Regions from separate parts of the Rattus norvegicus genome. Here region 1 is linked to region 2. A link is a contact called in public Hi-C data. All regions are on one chromosome and are shown on one strand. The core of a region is the stretch at or near the end of the contact, and the rest is flanking DNA. Distances in the headings are between cores, read along the strand shown. Region 1 overlaps Deptor (DEP domain containing MTOR-interacting protein). Region 2 overlaps Enpp2 (ectonucleotide pyrophosphatase/phosphodiesterase 2).

Region 1 (6,887 bases), core at 1,425-3,924, 410 kb after region 2:
ACTCCAAGTTTATAAAAAAATTTTCCCTCCCCTCCCTCCCTCCCCCCCCTTCTCTCTCTCTCTCTCTCTCTCTCTCTCTCTCTCTCTCTCTCTCTCCCTCCCTCCCTCCCTCCCTGAAATATTTCAGCCTGGCTTTGAACTTGCTTGCTATGTAGCCAAGGATGACCTTGTTTCTATTACTTCTGCTACAACCCCTACCCAGTGCTGGGATCCCACTCTACAACAGAACCCCATTCCAGACTCACTTCCTATTTTATTTTTCTGCCACTTTTCTTGAGGAAGTCAGTCACTTCTCTCTTGCTCTCTCATAGACTGCAGTCTAATGGCTGTCCTATGGATCCTAGCCACATGTCACACATCACTCACTTGCTCTCACATCACTTCTAACCCTGACTCCAGAACCCACTGAATTTATGATCGTTTTATAGACATCATTTGTTCCAAGTTGGGTCCCAGTCTTTACATTTCACAAATACCTCTTGATGGCTGTGTCTGGCTCTTTAGTAAATCTAATTAAGTAGCTCTGGCACTTAACGCACTCTAATGGTTCCTGTGGCCATGAGATTAAATGCCAGATGTAGCTGGCGATATCTTTGTTCTGGGCCCTAACCATTTAAACCTCATACCCCGCCCTGTATTGTTCTTGGGCCTACTGGTTTTCTCTGTAACTTCCAAACACTAAGTCAGTTCCTGCCCTGACTATGTAGGCTGAAAACTTGTTATCCTTCAAGTCTCAGATACTATGTTTGGATCTCACTGAAGCCTTCCTTAACTACATTGTGAGATCTCTCCAGGTCATTCCCTGCTTACTCTTTTTTATGTAGCCCTGCTGTTTCAGTCACCTTAGGCTGTAACAAAAATCCCTTAGGCTGCAGTCATTTAAACCATCAAACATTTGTTTGAAAAATCCAAGATCAAGGGTCTAGCCGATTCTGTAGGTGGTAGGATCAGCTTCCTAGTTTACATTGTCTTGTTACTGAGCCTTAAATGTTTTCATTTTTTGTTTTGTTTTAGTTTGTTTTGTTTTGTTTTGGGTTGGGTTTTGGTGAGAATTTTTTGGGGTTTGGTTGGTTGGATGACTTTTTTTTTTTTTAATTTACTGGAGCAAGTCCAAGCTCTTCTGTCACTTGATATAAAATGCTAATCTTATTCATGAGGGCATGACCTAACTACTTCCTGCAGGCCCTACTAATACCATCCTACCCTAGGGGCAGAAATTCAGCATAGAAATTTTGGGAGCAGGGTTGGGGATTTAGCTCAGTGGTAGAGGGCTTGCTAGGCCCTGGGTTCGGTACCCAGCTCCGGAAAAGAAAAAAAAAAAGAAATTTTGGGAGTAGTGCACAAATATCCAACCCATAGAACTTGTTTTGTTTTCTGTATAATCATAATCTGAATATATACATATATTCTCCCGCACCTACCCTATGGGTTATTCTCTGTCTAAATAACTGTAGTCCAAGTACCTAGGGTAGTCCCCGGCATTGAAGCAACATTAATGGCAGAACTAATGGTATTTTTGTAGAAGGGGTGGGGAACTCAGGTACTTCGTATGCTTCAGAATTTGGCACTTAGGATCTGCATCATGCCTTCAGATATTTTACAGCTGTGGTCTCTTTTATTTTTCCAACCTCTTATACAGATAACATGGAAAAGTTCTCCCTACTGTATAAACGAGGGGATAAGGACCCAGTTAATCCCTTTCCCAGTGTCGTGACTTAGCATGTAAATGTCAGGGTTAGATTCAGATTATTATGCTGGTTGTTATTGTTGTTGCTGCTGCTGCTGCTGTTTTGAGACAGAATTGTACTTATCCACTTCAGGGTGACTTCCATTATTTAGCCCAGGCTGTCTAGAACTCATTATTCTGCCTCTGTCTTCCTCAGTTAGGACAGTGAAATTATTTCAAATACACAAACTGTTAAGGCAGAGCATGGTACTTGATAAACCCCATTTAAGTCAGTAAAGTACGGAAGGGTGCATCACCTTTCAGTCTCATAATAATGAAGGGAATTTGTATTCCATTCAAAGCCTGTAGTTACAATGGTTCTGGGCTGTAGCTCAGTGTAGTTGCACACCTTCAATCTCAGCACAGGAGAGGCAGAGGCAGGTGAGTCGCTGTGAGTTCCAGGCCAATCTGGTCTACAGAGTGAGGTCCAAGACAACCAGGGATACACAGAGAAACCCTGTCTTAAAAAACAAAAAAACAGAGACAGAAACAGAAAGAGAGAAAAACAGCCAGACAGATACACGAGGTGGAGGGGGAGAGAGTGAGAGAGAGAGAGAGAGAGAGAGAGAGAGAGAGAGAGAGAGAGAGAGAGTCACATGCTCACCTGGATTGACTTGTAGAAGATCAAATAAATAACTTGTTCTTGGCTTCAGCCTCTCTTGGACCAGGACTAGCTCTTGCAGGGTCACCCAAGGGAACACTCGGAAACACTCCCTTCTGTTAGTTTTATCAAGCCCTTGTATCAAGCCTTGTTAGAGCAAACCATTCAACCTTCAGGCTCCAGCAGAGCTTGGTCCATTCTTACCAACACAGAACAAGAGAAGTCCAAGGTCTTTTCTTTCTTTCTTTCTTTTTTTTTTTTTTTTTTTTGTGGGAATAATTAGATCTTGTGAAAAAACGGTGCACTCAAGTGTTCATGCTCCCCTGTGCCAAGTTTCACAGGCATTTCTAGACTTTTGGCTTCTTTTCTTGTTTCCTCCTGTGATGAATTGATGGATGTTGGCTTACTGCACCTCATTCCTCTGTTTGTTTGTTTCTTTGTATCTTTATATAAAAACAACTACCTGAGTCCCCGTGAGGGATAAATAAATGGTGTTGCCTCCTCCCACACTGCAAGAAACCTTCCTTTCATCTACAGAAAATATTTTAAAACTCCTCCTCGTTAGTCTTCCTTTCCCATGACAACCCTGTATGTTGCATGGAATTTTCCTCTCCTAACAAGAGAGACCAGGTTCCTACCCAGTCTGTGTAAAATGACTACCAAAACAGATGGGAAAAACCCTCCCTGGGCTCTGAAGAGCTCTCAAGTGGTTTGCTTTTCAGTCGATAGCTGCTGATTGCTGCCCTGTGCTGCTCGTCTCACTGGGCAATCATGGGATTTACAGCTGCACGCAGAAGATATTAGGCAACTTATCTGGGACTGAATATGTAATTACATGTATATATAATTAATTACATGTAAGTCACATACATATATAATTATGTGTCTCTGAGATGTTACCACTGAAGGAGAAGAGGGTGCTTATACTTTTTACAGGGTGAAGAGGGGATGAAAAGGAGCGCTTCCCTGAGGATAGAATTAGAACCAAGGTCGAAAGAATGAACAAAAATCAGATCAATGTGTGTCTGTGCTCTGTATACATCTGTATCAGAGACTGTGTCTTTAGAGCACATACTTCTTTTTTCTCTGTTTCCGGGTCATAGAGAAAGTTAGGTGTTTACCTTTGCCCCATACTCCTTTTGCAATCCTGTTGTGTCTAAGCTCATGGGTTCAAGTGACCATGGACTGAACTCTGAGAATCTGTGAGCCAAAATAAATCTGGTAAGTTGTTTCTATTATTTTTTTAACAACAAAGGAAAGGTTAGCAATATAGTTTTATAAATAATGAGAGAAATACAAATTAAAATATAACTTGTTGAAATTATTTCATCTCAATTGGGTGCTTCTACACCACCCCCCTGCCTTTGATCATTCAGTTCCTGGATAAAAGACACAGAATTTTTATTATTATTATTATTAAAATAAGCCTTAATCAGCACTAGAGCTGGGCAGATTATCTACTCTCTAAGCTTTTATTTTTTTTTTCTTTTTTTCGAAGCTGGGGACTGAACCCAGGGCCTTGTGCTTGCTAGGCAAGCGCTGTACCACTGAGCTAAATCCCCAACCCTCCTCTAAGCTTTTATAATCTGTCTCCCCACCAATAACCCTGGATTACAATTTGCCATAGGTCTTGGGGGCCAGTATTTAGCATTACGATACATAGCAAAAGACAGAACCTCAACAACAACTAAAACATAAATAATTCTCAGACCTCATCTGGGCATGGTGGAACGGGCCTATGATCCCAGCACTTGGGAAATAGAGACAGGAAGATCAGGAGCTGATCATTCTTGGCTACATAGTGAGCTCAAGACCAGCCTGAACAAATTTTAAAATGTCATAATTCAAAAAGACAAACAGCAACAGAAAGAAAACAAGAAAATACTCATGAAAAGATGTGTAACACTGTTAATCTCACAGAACTGTGGTGAAAAAGAAAGGTGATGTATTTACATGTGTGTGTTGGGGTAGTATGCATTCCCTACAGATAGACCCCAGATGGGAGCACGGCACTTCGGAATGCTGGAGTGAGTAGTTATGAGTAGGCTGCAGTATTGGAGAATTGGGAAAGGGTGGGAAGCAATGAGCTCTTAGACTAGGGCCATGTTTCTTTACCTACATTTTATTATCTATCCTCCATTCCCTATGACACTTTCCAGCCTGTGAAATGTGGGTATCAATCATTCTTGGCTTGCTCTATTCATTACTTCTGAAGTATGTGCAATTCCTGCTCGATTCGTTAAAATGAGAATTTTACATGCCCTAAGAGACATTTTTCTCATCTTTTAAGGGCTCTGACCCCCTCACGCCACAAAAGAGCACATGGACTATAGAAAGGAAGCTTCGGTATTTTGCACAAATTTTTGTGTGAAACGCTTGAAATTTGTATGGAAATGTTTTCCTGAGTCATGCTCCCCATACAGTCAAACACACAGCTTACATTGTACAGTTTGGTAGGTTTGCCCTTCCATGTAGCTCATAGGATGTGTCACTCCACATTCCCCAGTGCCTGATTTTTCTTTCTTTTTTTTTTTTTTTTGGTCATTAAGCCAATGGGTTCCTTGTGTCTTGGTAACTTCAGGCAAATGATTTCACTCTTTGACTTGTGTTTGCTGAAGGAATATCTATGTCATCTTCCTCGGGGCTGGAGAGGGAGGTCGTGTACACAGACCCTCCCGCAACCATAATGGACATATTGTCCCTCCCTCCTTCTCCTCAGTATGAATGTATTGGCAGGTTTTCAAGAGGCCATACCCCGTGAAGTAAACCTGAAGCTTTCTTCAATCCTGAACTCTTATCTCCATATTTCGGAGGCTAGAAAGAGGCTGGAAGCGCTAGGCATGGTGACACACACCTTTAATCCTAGCATGAGGGAGCCAAAGGCTGGTGGGTCTCTGAGTTCAAGGCCAGCTTTGAGGAAGAAGTCCTTGTCTAGAAGATTCAGGACTGGTTTGCACGCTATAGTGCTGAGAGGGAAGCTAATTGTGCTTGTAAGCTTTCACACTTAGCATCCGGAGCCACGAGACAAATGTTTTGCTGTTTTAAGTCATCTTGGTTTGGATGCTTTCTTATAAAACCCCTAGAGGGTGAATATAGTGACTGTGTGTCCAGGAAAATGGGGGCTCAAATATAGAAGGGAAAGTGGACAATTGCAAACGGTGCACACACATCCTTTGCACGTTATGGAATGCCTACTACCTATGATAGCCTGAGGCAGACCCTGGATCCACCTGTCCTCGAGGCCAGCCAAGCTCCCTTCCCACAGGGTTTCGGGTCTATTAATGAGCCAGAGATTAATAATTTCCAAACACTTAACTACATATGATGTCATTACAGGCTACTACTAGTTGCCTGCACATATTTAGTGACAAACGATGATACATAAGTTTGGCAGGAAAGCTTTAAGACCCAGTAAGTTTGCACATTGAAGACTACATTGTCGAGTCTTTCATTTTGCCTTGTGCTTCAGTCTCTTCCTTCTACCCACCTTTGTGTGTGTGTGTGTGTGTGTGTGTGTGTGTGTGTGTGTGTCAGATGAAATCAAATCTTGTTCGTATCACAGTCACAGTCTGTGGTCTCCTGAGGATAGTCGGGGAGAAGGTGATGAGAACATTGGTCTGGCACAGGTCAGCTGGCTGCTGTGGGGAGAATGGGTTCTGAGTTGATTGAATGCTCTGTTTTGCAAATTCCTGATCCTCCTCCAGTCTTTTGAGTCTCAGAATTAAAAAAAAAAGCATCACCACCAACCCAGTTTCTCAGGCCAGGTATCTGATGGCCCTGCTTGCTTTTTCTCTTTTTCCCTTTGGCTTAAGATGCTCTCAAAATGCATCTTAAGTGAGTGAACATCATTTTTATTCTATAAAATAATCGAAGCGTAACACTGGGGACCCAGGTGATGTCCCAGTCAGAGACGGGAGTTGGATTACTAAATACTAAATACTATTTTATTACTAAAATAGTCGTCTCTGAATCTAATGTTTGGAATATAATCCCACCTTTCCAGTAAGTTTAATAGATAGTTGGTATAAATGAACCATCAAAGCCATTTGCATTTTCTCTAATAATATTTTTAGTAATATCCCAGGGGTATAGGTATGTTTCTCTTTTTACAGACGGAAAAAGCAAGGTTTGGTTAGGGACCATATGGATCCATATTTGCCCAGGTCTAGATTCTGTGCTTTTGTGATTGTTAAACGCCTATAGTAGGGATTATCTCAAAAGAGAGTGGATATATATAGACCAAAGGATTTAATGTTCCTGGGAACAGAAGTGTCATATACATTTGGAGCCATTGCATTGGCTCGCACTATGCGGCACACACTATACTCTTCAAAAACATCATACCAGTGAATAGCATGTTAGAGAAGCGATGCATTCATGTTAATAAAAAGTTTAAAATTGGAAGGACTGAGCTCTGGAAATGAAAAAGTACACTGTATCCCAAGGATTTGAGCAGCCTAAACATGTTGGCATATATGATACTTCAAATACAGCCGGTCTCCCGGGTGAATAGTTTTGTCGGTCTGACACCCAAAAGCAAGCGCTCTATCTAGTGGCACA
Region 2 (6,749 bases), core at 1,877-4,376:
ATGACTCAATACTTCTGGAGAGTAATAACCAAGCAACTCTGAAAGCCACTGCTCAGCATCTGTACCTATCACCTGTCATTGAGACTCCCAAGCATTAATGATAAACCCCACTTACAATAATGTCCACTGATTTACCGTAAAGCTAATATTTGAAAATTACCAAATGTTCTTAAACAGTAAGATGAATATAAGCAGTATGATCTATCGATATATCAAAGGTAACTAATTACCATGAAAAATGTGACCTACCGGTTCATATAGTAATATACACAAATGTACTTCAGAAATAATGATTAATCAAACAATTACAGGATCCTGAGCCTACAACAGCAGCCACATTAAAATTTCCCATATGCAAAATTATATCATAGGTTACTTTGAGATGCATTAACATACTTCATGTACTATATTATATATATATGTTTTCATATATATATATATGTTTTCATATATATACTTTATATATATATACATATATATATATGAGAAATGTAAAAATACAGAGTCAGGCATGAGAATTACACTACTTTCAGAATCCCATTAATGCTATGTTGTAGAAGAAGCTAAAAACAAAAGATGGGGGTGGGGTGGGAGGAAATGTAGATATTTTGAGAAATCCATCAATGCAAAATTTATGTAATATACTTGGCCAATATATTCAAAATATGTCTATACTAGAGGGCACACAGAAAGCAAATGCAACTATACAGTACTCTCAACTTATTTGTGATCCTCTTGGTAAGTTGGTTTTTATTGGTTTGGGCAACCTCACAAACCTAGCTTCTTAGTGTTGCCTCCCCTTCATTCATTAGCCTCTCAGAATCTTATCAAGAACAAAGGTAGGAAGGAGATGAATGCAAAAATAGAGAGGAAGGGGGTTGGGGATTTAGCTCAGTGGTAGAGCGCTTGCCTAGGAAGTGCAAGGCCCTGGGTTTGGTCCCCAGCTCCGAAAAAAAAAAAAAAAAAAAAGAACAAAAATAGAGAGGAAGGAAAAAACATATTCCTCTCACTCTAGAGCCTACCAAACCATATCTCCAATGCTCCTAGGAATCCTGGGAGGGGACAAGTGGTAAGAAAAAGAGACTGTGCAATAGGAGATTTATTATCTGTTTTCTGAGGCTAAGAAAAAAAACACATCCTTTTTATCTATAATTAAACAGCATATAAAAATGAACCAACACCTTTGGTTTGTACAGGCATCTTCTCAATTCTGTGGAAGGGTTGGTTCATTTCTGCTAATAGGAGCACTGGTTGGCAGATATAAAAATCTTAACTCAAAAAAGTCAATAAGTAAATTATTGCTTAAGACTTTGGGGTTTGTTTGTTTGTTTGTTTTGTTGGTGTTGTTGTTTTGTATCTAAAAAGACCAGTGGTGTTTCCAAGGACACCCCATCCTGTACCTCCCTCACCCCGCTCACCTAGAAAGGTGAGTTTTAGGGACTGCAGAAAAGAGTTGTTCTTTGGCTTACAGTCAGACTCTACCAGGGAAGACAGTTGGAGCCGAGCAGAGGCAATAGAACCTAGGGTGCTACACTTCCAGGCCACAGTGTTCTAACAAACACAATTATCTCTTCCCGTGTCCCTTCCTCCCTTCTTGTCTCCTGCCAATCTCCTTAGTAATTCTCTATCTGCCCTCACCTTTTAGGCCTTGGAAAGTATTCTGCCAGCTCTGAAACACTTCCCATTTCCCAGAGATTTCCATCTACCCGGCCCAGGTTTTGCACATACCTGAATCCCTTAAAATTACAAGTATCTTTCAAAACCACTTTGACATACCTACCTATGGACAACTCAGTGATATTCATGGCTCACCATGAATCACTGGAAATTCATAATTCTGTAAAAGAGTCAGCTTCTAACTGTATATTGTGAATTCAGAAAATAACAGTTTGACCCTTCATTCTCCAGACCTGTACTGTCTACGATGGTAGCCATAGACCATATTCAGCATACTAAACTTAAATTTAAAACAATAAAGTGAGAATTTTCACCCCCAGCCATAACCAGTTACTGGCTCCATTTCAGATAGCGGAGTTAAAACTCAACTCTATTTTCACAGATGGTTCTACTGAACAGTGCTTTATAAACCAAACAACCACTTCCATGATAAAGCATGAAGATTATCTCTACCTTTGGCTCTACCTTATCGTCACAGGTGCAGCCCAGGTCAAACTCGGACTGAAGGTACATAATCCCTGGGTAGTTAGGTCGGCTGACTTCGTCTGGCATGGTTGGCCTAAAGGTATTTGTACGCAGTAGGTGATTCAAGCTTCCATGAGTTCCATTATTGGGAGCGGGCTTCAAGCCTAGGAGATCTGATGGAAAGAAAAGGAAGCAGTGTTTCTCATTTACTCTCCCATGAGATATGTGAAGAATCAAAACCTTTGACCTTCCAGGAGCCTATAAATATTGAACACAAATCACAAGTGAGCAAACTAAACTACCACATCAGCCATTCCTTCCACAACTTCTGAACCATTCCGACCTTACAATGTCTAGCTAACACTTCTTGACATAACACTTCTCTTCATTGTCAGATCATGAATATGTCATTCTCATGAACCTGGAGTAGAATGGTTCACTCAGGCATTGTCTCTGCATGTGACAATGTTGATATCATTGCCCTTCTGGACTTCTTCAAGATTTTTTTAAAACAAAATTTTGAAATAAGGCATAATCAATAAATGCCCACAGCCTGCCCTTCAATGCACTCCACAAAAGTGTGGGGACAAGAAGAGGCTTTGGCGATGTGCCTTGATGGGCCACCAAGGGATAAACGGGCTGATTTCACAGCAACTGAATGGTTGCCAAGTGGGCACATAGTGACTTGCCTAAGCTGAGAGACAGGACAGTGAAGAGCTAAGCAGCCAACCTGGGAAAAAGAACCCAGGAGACCCGACTTTCAGACTCCCCCTCTAACCACCAGACTGGCACTCCCTTACTAAATAGGAAAAGCTGTCCTCATTCAGCAACGAGAAGCTCAAGGAAGAAAAATAATTAGAAACACATAAATAGCTGGCTGGGTTGCAAGCTGGCAAATTTTTCACTGGGCTGCAATGTAAGAGAGGGAGGTGGGAGAACGCTCTGTCTGCGTGGAACTCTTGCTTCATCGTGTCTCCGACCAACGGTGTCAAACTGTAATGCTATGTTAGATCAGCCAAAGGCTGCCAACACCAACACTGTGAAAACTCCCCATTAGTCAACTGTTGAAGGAACACAAAGAAGCCTTAGAAGGGGGTGACATTCTGTCCTTTGAACCAATGGGCAAGTTACTTTTTTTTTTCTTTTTGCAGAGAGAGGTCTTAGAACATAGACACCTCATTTCTTTCTCTAGCACTAAGGAAATTCACTGACCAAAAATTTCACCGGGTTTGATTGAACGAGTGACTTACCGCACATAACATTGTAAAGTTCAATGTTTTCAAATGGAGGCACTTTAGTCCTGTACTTAAAAGTTGGGCCATAACCTACGAAAACAGTCTTCCAAAAGAAAAAGAAAAGAAACACAGTTAACCATTTCTGCTGCCACGGACACCATCTCTTCTGTGTCTGAGTTCCTTACAGCTTCACAAACCCCATGATTCCATCCTCCCACCCCTGAAAACTGTGAAATTCAATTTCAGTTCAGTTTTGTAGACATACCTGCATGCTATTGACCTTGTTATCAAAGCCGTGGTCACCCTGGAAAAAACATTTTCCTGATGGTTTCTTATAAACGTCCAAAGGTTTCCTACATTAAAACAATTGTATGATCAGTTAGGATTCTGCCCCAAAGCATGCTGGTAAGAAAGCATATTTGGAGACAGGTAGAGCCAATAGGGATCTGGCTGCAAGTTGAGGCCTGGACTTTGAATCGGTAGAGAGTGATCAAGTCACCTGGCCTCAGCGGGCAGCGGCCTTGGTGCCACACGTGCCCTGCACAGTATTTATTGCTAAATTATTGTCCAGGAGGGGTGGTACTGGGCCTGGCCCCCTGTGTATTTATTGCTGTACATAGTGTATGTTTGTGATATATAGTTTTCTTTATTTTGTATATGATCAATAAATTCCTTTTAAAGAGGAAAAAAAGTAAATTTGGAGGTACATAGGATCCCTGAAAAGATCTGAAGCCAAGTGTCTCTGTTTTGATTACATCATTCCCATGGCGATGACAAGGGAAGTCTGTTCATTTCTCTAATGCCATGGCTTTGCTTATTACCCCAGGTTAAAGGGGAAGTTTTGAAAAGGAGTCAAAGTCCTCTCTATGCCTCAGGCTTGGACTGAACAGAACATCTCTCCCTGCTATATGCTCACCAGGCTCAGTCCCAAAACACAGGAGGCATTTTCAAATATGCAATGTTGAATCAATTCGCGGAGATCTCCATTCTATAAAAATATTTGTATGTAAACTTACCTGGTAGGATAATAAAACTCAGAGTGCAGAGACCATAGTTAACAAATGCCTGGCCTCACCTAGAAAATCTATTTAGAAGTAGGGAGGGGATGACAATATTGCTTGCAAGACATCGCGATCATTTACTCTTACATTTGTGACAGAAAGACCCCTTTACATAAGAGTTTTATGGCTCTTCTACCATCAAAGATGTTGATGCTTATTAATATCAGTATTGCCTAAGTATAGGCAGGGCACATAGGATAGCACTTGGAGAAAATGGAGAAATCTAACACATTGGTTTCTACCCAAGAGTAACTAGGACTTAGGATAGTAATATGCATGTATAATAACATGCAAGAGTAAACTTCAAGGCTTTAGTACCTGCCTTTGCTCTTCACTAAATTGCTCAATGAATGTCATCTCTAATTTAACTTCTGTTCCAAAATATGCTTTTTCATATAAACAAACACTAAGTGTTTTTCTCTCCCTAGGTGCCCCCAACATTAAAGGTCCTGCAGAGGACATAATCAGCCAAGCTATTTTGGCATGTCTCTTATGAAACATTTCTACATGAATTTCTGTCTATTCTACATGGTTCCAGTAATTTCTGGGTTTCATATCATCACTCTTTGGTTCTTTTACAGTGACAGTGGGAGACTGCATGCTGTGTGTGCATCAAATTTACATTGACACATTTCTAGAAGACCAGTGTTTTCATTATCTTCTTGTGCTTAGCTATTTCCTATAAACTATTGGCCAGCTCAGGTACATGTCATAATTATTGAATTAGTACTACAGGCATGTTCATCACACTTGCCTTGTAATCAAAGTTAGAACAAGAATGAGTGAGAAAATACTACTTCCAGGTCCACGTAAAAATGACTAAATTTGTGGCAGTTGACTCTGTAGGAGTGACAGAGCTTCCAGACACGCTCTATATCAGATTCTAAAGGTATGGGTGGTTAACTGATCTGGGGGAGACTTTTGATGGAGGCAAACACCAGTTGTGTTTTGAGCAAATATAAAGCATGCCCAGAGCAACAGAAGTTTCAAGATTAACATATCCAGGGTTCCTCCACAAACACATACTACCATGTCAACTAAGACCACATCAGCAAGACCCTACCTGCATTTAAAGTTGTTAAAGAGATAAAAGATAGAGACTAGAATATCGCCATAAAACTTGTGCACAGTGATGCATGAGAAACTAAAAAAGACCCAAGAACTAGAGATGTGGATCTTTCTATTCTCATTACTTATCTACTACTACTACTACTACTACTACTACTACTACTACTACTACTACTCACACACACATACACACACACACACAAACACACACACACACACACACACACACACACACACACACACACACACACACACATTCACCGTTTAAACAATGAGATTTCCAGCCCAGATTTCTCTTAATGATGACCAAGAACCTTAAATGATTTCCAGGTGCCAAATAGGTGCTTGCAAAGACAGAGACAGGCTCCCTCCACTTGTTACCTTGCAACATGCCATCTTCGATCGACCAATAAATGGATGTCTTCAATTCTTCTGTTGTTGGCATAGTGCAACCGTTTGGGAAGGTGCTGTTTCATGTAAGGCTTAAAGTGCTGATCCGGTTTTTTGCACTGAAATATAAGTGAATATTGGTCTTATGGAGAAAGGTTTTATACCAAAAAAAAAAAAAAAAAAAAAAAAAAGTCCTATTCTGTCTCTTGAAAACCTTGTTAGCCCACGAAAAGAATGGTTACTAAACAAATGGGATGTGTTGCCCCCTTATTAAATAATGTGTGGTAAAAGCAAATAGGTTCCAAGGGAGCTAGACAACTTTAGAAATAAGTCCGAGGCTATCAGAGGGGTGAGGAATTCTTAAGATAAGTTCCTGACTCTTGAGCCCAAGACTGAGGGCAGTTTAAAACTCAAGGTCTTTCCCAACTGCTTCAAATCAAGGAGTGGGAGGCAGGGTGGGAGGAGAGGGGTAGACATGTGCAGGCCTATCTAATGATAAGCTCAAGGACTTTGAAGTCTCTATCTGGGACCGGGGTGGGGGTAGGAGTAGAAGATGGGGGCAGATCTGTTTGAGAGTAAAGATTTGATTAATCATGAGCAAATAGTGCTCAGCTTAAGAAGAACAAAGCCTCGGTTTGGATCACGGCCAAGACCATTGGGGAGTCTACAGTTGACCTCAGTCCAGAAGTTTTGAAAGCTTAGGAGAAACAAATACACAGGACTGCAGGTCAGTGAGGAAAATGTTCCTAACCACCCACCGGGAAGGCAAACATGGGAAGGTGAGCCTATCGAAGCTGCTCCAAGGGCAGAGGCCTGGTGGCTTGCAACACTTACCGTGAGGTTAGCAATAATG

The links. A called contact is a pair of places that touch in the nucleus more often than the background predicts.
Region 1: a contact with region 2 is called in a Hi-C map of liver, with 2.2 times the contacts expected there. The contact joins two enhancer-like sites. A contact is called at or near these places in 2 of 12 Hi-C or Micro-C datasets (kidney and liver).

What each region holds. Positions count from the first base shown.
Region 1 is chr7:88,523,082-88,529,968 of GRCr8, forward strand. All of the region lies in intron 8 of Deptor (DEP domain containing MTOR-interacting protein), which reads left to right. Among named protein-coding and RNA genes, the nearest start is that of Col14a1, 85 kb to the right of the region's middle. Within about 2 kb of position 2,675, at least 11 of the 93 cell types and tissues checked have an H3K27ac peak or open chromatin away from gene starts, as enhancers often do. A contact at or near this core is called in liver, where this site is marked.
Region 2 is chr7:88,112,860-88,119,608 of GRCr8, forward strand. It overlaps Enpp2 (ectonucleotide pyrophosphatase/phosphodiesterase 2), which reads right to left. Exons shown (of 25, transcript NM_057104.3): 14 at 6,731-6,749; 15 at 5,888-6,015; 16 at 3,643-3,730; 17 at 3,393-3,480; 18 at 2,131-2,315. Among named protein-coding and RNA genes, the nearest start is that of Enpp2, 56 kb to the right of the region's middle. Within about 2 kb of position 3,127, at least 4 of the 93 cell types and tissues checked have an H3K27ac peak or open chromatin away from gene starts, as enhancers often do. A contact at or near this core is called in liver, where this site is marked.